Regions from separate parts of the Capra hircus genome. Here region 2 is linked to region 1. A link is a contact called in public Hi-C data. All regions are on one chromosome and are shown on one strand. Each heading gives the region's core, a stretch centred on a gene start, on an enhancer-like site or on the middle of the called end of the contact. The rest is flanking DNA. Distances are from core to core; before and after follow the strand shown. Region 1 holds the start of FBXW12 (F-box/WD repeat-containing protein 12). Region 2 holds the start of MSANTD3 (myb/SANT-like DNA-binding domain-containing protein 3).

The links. Hi-C and Micro-C count contacts between places; a contact is called where the count stands out from the background.
Region 2: a contact with region 1 is called in a Hi-C map of blood, with 2.4 times the contacts expected there. The contact joins the promoter of MSANTD3 here to the promoter of FBXW12 in region 1. A contact is called at or near these places in 2 of 5 Hi-C or Micro-C datasets (both in blood).

The regions. Positions count from the first base shown.
Region 1 is chr8:89,818,321-89,821,020 of ARS1.2, reverse strand. It overlaps FBXW12 (F-box/WD repeat-containing protein 12), which reads right to left and starts at 1,253. Exons shown (of 10, transcript XM_005684240.3): 1 at 1,114-1,253. The coding sequence starts at 1,203.
Region 2 is chr8:89,970,343-89,973,422 of ARS1.2, reverse strand. It overlaps MSANTD3 (myb/SANT-like DNA-binding domain-containing protein 3), which reads right to left and starts at 1,767. Exons shown (of 3, transcript XM_018052532.1): 1 at 1,596-1,767.

The DNA.
Region 1 (2,700 bases), core at 4-2,503:
TTACTGAGGACCCTAAATATCAAGGGGGTTGAGATGGTTGAATGGCATCACCGATTCAATGGACATGAATTTAGGCAAACTCTGGGAGATGGTAAGCAACAGAGAGGCCTGGCATGTTGTAGTCCACGGGTCGCAAAGAGTGGGACAGGACTTCGCGTGACTGAACAATTAACTATCAAGCCATATACTGAGTGTAGTCTTCCCTGGTGGCTCAGAGGTTAAAGCGTCTGCCTCCAATGCGGGAGACCCGGATTCAATCCCTGGGCCGGAAGATCCCCTGGAGAAGAAAATGGCAATCCACTCCAGTATTCTTGCCTGGAGAATCCCATGAACGGAGAAGCCTAGTAGGTTACAGTCCACGGGGTCGCAAAGAGTCGGACACGACTGAGCGACTTCACCTCACCTCACCTCACATTGAGTGTATACACACGATGATTATACAGTGATTTTATACACAGTGATGCAAGAAATAAATTCCCCACTCTTAGAAATGAGTCTAGTGGGGGTGGGGGGTGAGGAGCAGATATTTAACAAATACACAACACTGTACGATCATTTGGTTACAGCTATGCTGAGGGAGCACACAGAAGAGAAAGCGCTCACAATACCTGTAACATGTGCAGAAGCGCAGACCAGACTACCACATTCAACAGGCACTTAGGCTTCACAGCCAGTATGAGAGTTCGACTGGCTGAGAAGGGGTAGCCCGAGCCTGCAGGAGGTGCCACTCACTGGGAGAGCAAGGATTTCCGGGCAGGCCCCAGAAGGGAACTTTCAGAACATTCCAGAAGAGGAGGGATTTCTAAGTCAATCTTGGGGTGAACTCTGTTCACAGGTACCCAGAGCATGTCAAACCAACAGGAGCTCTGGACACACTATAGACAGATGGAGGGACGGAGGAGTAAGAGGCTTTCTGAGCGACCCCTTCAAACGCTGAGGAGGTCACCACCTCGGGGGCCACGAGCGTCCTCTGCTGACTCCGGGCGGATTCAGGGCCGCCGCACGCCCCCTCCCAGATTTGGGAAACTGAGGCCTAGAGGGAACGGACCAACCGTGGACACACCCATGACCATGAACCCAGCCCTGCCTCCCACCTGGGACAGGACGCACTACCTTGTCCACTTGGGCGGCGCAGAGCAGGTCGCGAGCCTCCAAGAAGGAAAAGACATGCAACAGTTCATGCAACCCCAACTGCGGTTCCATGGCGCCCGCCGCCCAGGACGCCGGGGCTTTGCCACGCCTTCGCTGCGCTTCCGCCCCCGTAGGCCGAGCCCCGCCCCCGTAGGCCGAGCCCCGCCCCCGTAGGCCGAGCCCCGCCCCCGAGGCCGAGTCCCGCCCCCGTAGGCCGAGCCCCACCCCTCAAGCTGAACCTCTTTCCGCAGGCCGCGCCCCGCCCAACCCGCCGGCTTCCGGCCGGCTGGCATAATTCTTGGCCAGCCGCGGTGCTGTTACTACTTCCAGTGATAGCACGCCGGCTCCGCTTCTGTTAGTCTTCAGCTGGCTTTTGAGCTTCCCCTCGGCACTTGCTCTTGTCCTGACAGTAGCCCAGAACCTCGCTCACCCCCTTATACTGACATTCATTTTCGTTCTAACCTTCGCCCTTGCACTACCCCTTACACTGGAACTTGTGGTGCCCCTGCACAAAGTACCTCCTGAGCCCTTGCCCTGGTGCTGGCCCGTATCCAGACCTTGTCCCTTTTCTTCAGCCTCACCCTAATCATTGCCCTTGACCTCATTAGCATCTGACATCTACCCACCCCTATTCTTACCCTCACCTGACCCTGACACACCCTAACATTCCTTCACCCCGAATTTTGCCCTAGCCATGACTCTCACCTTCACAATCACCTTCACAGAGACCCCCAGCCTCCCCCTTACCCTGGCACTGGTCCTCACCTAGTGTCTCCTTTGTCATGACCCCTGCCTTGGACCTGACCCTGGACCTCACTCTGGACTCGGTCATGACCATATCAAAGATCAGAGTTAGTGTAAGGGTGAGGAGCATGATCTAGCTCAGTGTCAGAGCAGTTAGGGTCACAGTCAGGATGAGCGTAAGATCAGGGACAGATTGATGAAGATCAGAAATAGGGTGACTGTCCGGTTCAAGGTAAAATTCTATGTCAGGTTAAGGGTTAAAATCAGAAAAAGGTCAAGGTCATGTCATTGGAATCAGGTTCAAGGACAAGATCAGTGTGAAGGAAATTTTAGATCCAGGGTTAGTTTCAAGATCCAGTTCAAGTTTGAGATCAGTGTGACAGTCAAGATCAAGTTGTGCCTCCATTGCAGAGGGTCAGTGAGAGGATGAATGTCAGGATAAGAAAGATGGTATTTTGGGGATGAAAGTAAAAGTTGGGTTCAGGTTGACAGTGCATATCCAGTTCTGAGTAGGATTCAGGGTCAAGTTGAGGGTGAGGTTGATGTTCAGAATTAGAATCAGTGTTGGATTCAGGGTCAAGATCAATGTGAGGATGATGTCAGTGTCAGGGTGAGCATGACGTTATGAAAGTCAAGGTCAATTAAGTCAAGGTGGGGTTCCATTTCTACTCCTGCTGGCAGGAATTAAGTTCTCCTCCAACTCTCCCTCCTCTCCCCCAATTACACTGGCCCAATCTGCATAATCCAGGACACTCTTTACATCTCATTCCTTTAATTATATTTGCAAAATCCCTTCTGTGTGTAAAACAGCATATTCATAGCTTA
Region 2 (3,080 bases), core at 518-3,017, 150 kb before region 1:
GGGGGCCTCAGTGCTCCTTCTACCCCCTACCCCATGGTACAGTGCCTGGGCCTTCCTGCCTTTCTCTTTTTTCTTCAGGGTCCGGAATCTTTCCAGTTCTCCTCATTCCAAACTGAACCCCCAAATAATATCCTCAGGCCCACTGCTTATCCAACCAAGGGAGCTGTATTCAAACACACTCCTTCATTACATCAATTAGGTCTTTGTATTTTAAGCATCTTACCAATCTTTAGGGTTGGTGAGCATCACAATCTCCTCAAACATATTAAAAGAATGTAAAGAATCATGAGAAGGGACCATGGTGCTTTAGGAGGCCCTGTCATCCAGCTCTCAACCCAGCTGAATACTTCTGGGGTGGCCTAGGAGTAAGAAGAGACAATCCATTGATCTTGCCCCCTGGATCCTTCCCCCACCCGTCCCCCTTCCCTCCTTCCAGATAGGATGCCTGGTCTCTAAGGGCAGGATGAAATCTTGGTCCAGAAAACTGCTCAGGTTGTGGTCACAGGTCCCTCTCTCCACTCAGGGCTTCAGAATCCTCCATTTCCTCCTAGTCCACCCCTTGTCTCTCTGGTCCCAAACTCCCAGAGCAGTCCTCAGTCCTAACTCTGGAACTATGTTTTTGAATTAATACTTGACAATTTCCTTGGTAACACAACTGACTTATATGATGCTGAAATGCACACCCCTGGCCCTGATATTATCCTACCTCCCCGTTTTAAATGTGTAATAAATATATCCCACAACTGCTCTCCTTGACATTGCAGGGACATCTGTAACCTTAAATGTGACCATGCCTAAGAAACACCCAATTTCCTTAATCAGAATAGGGAGGCTAAATTCTTTTCTATTTCCTACTCCTAAATAAAGATTACTAGTGCCATTTACAGTAGCTACATCACAGCGCCAGCATGATGATTTAATTAGATAACTCATGCCAACTGTTTGGTACCCAGGCCTGGTATGTAGAAAGTGCTCAATATGTATGATCATTTGCGTACCTCATCTCTCACAATAGCACCTGCGGGTAGGCATTACACCACGCACTCTCAGCCACCATCCCTCTCCCCCACCCACTCTCATTTACAGGAGCTGCAGCCAGGGCTCGGAGTAAAGGCGCTTTCCCAAGGTCAGGCGGGCACCGCTGTGATGCTCCGCGCTCGGCCCCAGAATGAGGGACCCCGTCCCCTCACACCTCTGTAAGGGACACAAGGGGTCTTAAAGAAGACAAGTATGCAAAAGCGCGAGCACAGTGCCTGGCATACTGTGAGGACACTGAGATGGGGAGACGCCGGCACTGAGGGTCATCAGGTTTCTCCCCCACCCCCGCAAGCCGCTCCTCTGCCCTCGGAGTCCAGAGTCCCCAGACCCCGGGTACGTCGCTGAATCTCGCCGAGGTCCGCGCCCTGGGGCTTTGTACGCCGCAGGCCGGCCCCACTCACCGAGTCCCATCGCAGCGCGCGGAGGTGGCCGTCGGGCCTGCGGGGCAGGGGTCGTGGCGCCTGGGCCGGAAGCGCGCCCTACCGGCCCCGCAGCCCCCGCACGCCTGGCCCGCGCCCCCGCCCCGCTGCGACCCGCCCGCCCGGGGAGCCTCCTACCTGCAGCGGCGGCGCAGCGGCCGCGGCGATCGGGGGAGGGGCCGGCGAGATGCGAGCGCGGGCGGCCTCGACTCCTCTCGCAGGCTGGGCGGCCGGGAGGGCCGCGGGCTCCGGAGCGCCGGGCGGCGGCGGCGCGCCCCCGGCCGGCCAGGCCCCGCCGCGCGCGCAGCGGCCACAAAGCCCGGGAGCCGCCGCCCCCTCGCGGGCCGCCCGCCGCCTGCGGGTCCGCAGGCGCCGAGGAGGGCGGGAGCGCGGCCCCGCGCAGTCCCCACCTCCCCGAGACGCGGTCGCCGACCTCCCCCGAGGTTTGGGGCGGGGCGCAGGGGGTCTCCCGCCTATCCACCCCTCTCCCTCCTGCCCGACATCCTTGTGCTGATTTGAGTTCCGTCTTCCCACCTTGGGGGACGAGCTCCTGAAGGGCCTCAAAAACTGTTTCATTTCCAGGAACAACAAAAGAATGCATTTGTCGCCAGGGACTTGGCGGCCATGGACAGGAGTCGGCTCAGTCCATGACCCCTGTCTGACAAAGACCCCCTTTTCTTTCGGAACACCGTGCTACTTAAGTAGCCAACCCTCCTTTACCGGGTTCATCACGGAGTTTTGCTTTATTTTTTAATTTGCGGGATGTGTCTCCCCCTAGGCTGTGCGCTCCCGGGGCAGAGATGGTTCCCTCTGCAGCCCAAACCTGGTTCAGACGCTGTGTGCTGAGTAAGTGGGAAATTTTGCTCGAAGAAATGCAACTGTAGGACAAGGCACCTTTTATCCTGCCCCCGCAAGGATGGGGGCTAGCTGTTTCTTTTGCTTTGTATCCGCTGGGAAAATTCCAAGCTCGGAAGGGTGGAGAGGATTGAACTTTCTCTTGTTGTTCTTATTAGAGTGAAATACACATAAAAATAACTTTAAAGGCAACAATCCGGTGGCATTTATGACAATGCAGTGTAAAGCAACCACACCATCTCTATCTAGTTCTGAAACAGATTCATCGCCCCAAAAGGGAACCCCCTCCCCACACATTAAGCAGTCACTCCCTATCCCTTGGTATCCTCAACTCGGAGTAACCACTAATTTATTTTTTCTCTCTGAATTTGGCTATTCTGGACATTCCGTATCAATGGAATCATATAACAGGTAGTCTTCTGTGCCTGGCTTCTTTCACTCTGCACGATGATTTCAAGGTTCACCCTCCTTGTAGCGTATGTCCTACTTCATTTCTTTTTACGGCTAAATAATATTCCATTGTATGTATACCGCAATGTGTTTATATGTGTATCTGTTGAGGGATGTTTGTGTTATTTCCACCCTCTGTGAATACTGCTGCTCTGAATGTGCCTATATAAATGTATTTGTCTATGTTTTCAGTTCTTTGAAGTAGGATTGCTAGGTCATATGGTAATTCTGTTTAACTCTATGAGGAACTGCCAAAAAAATTTCCCATAGTGGCTAAATGAATGATTTTACCTTCCCACCAGCAATATATGCAATGTA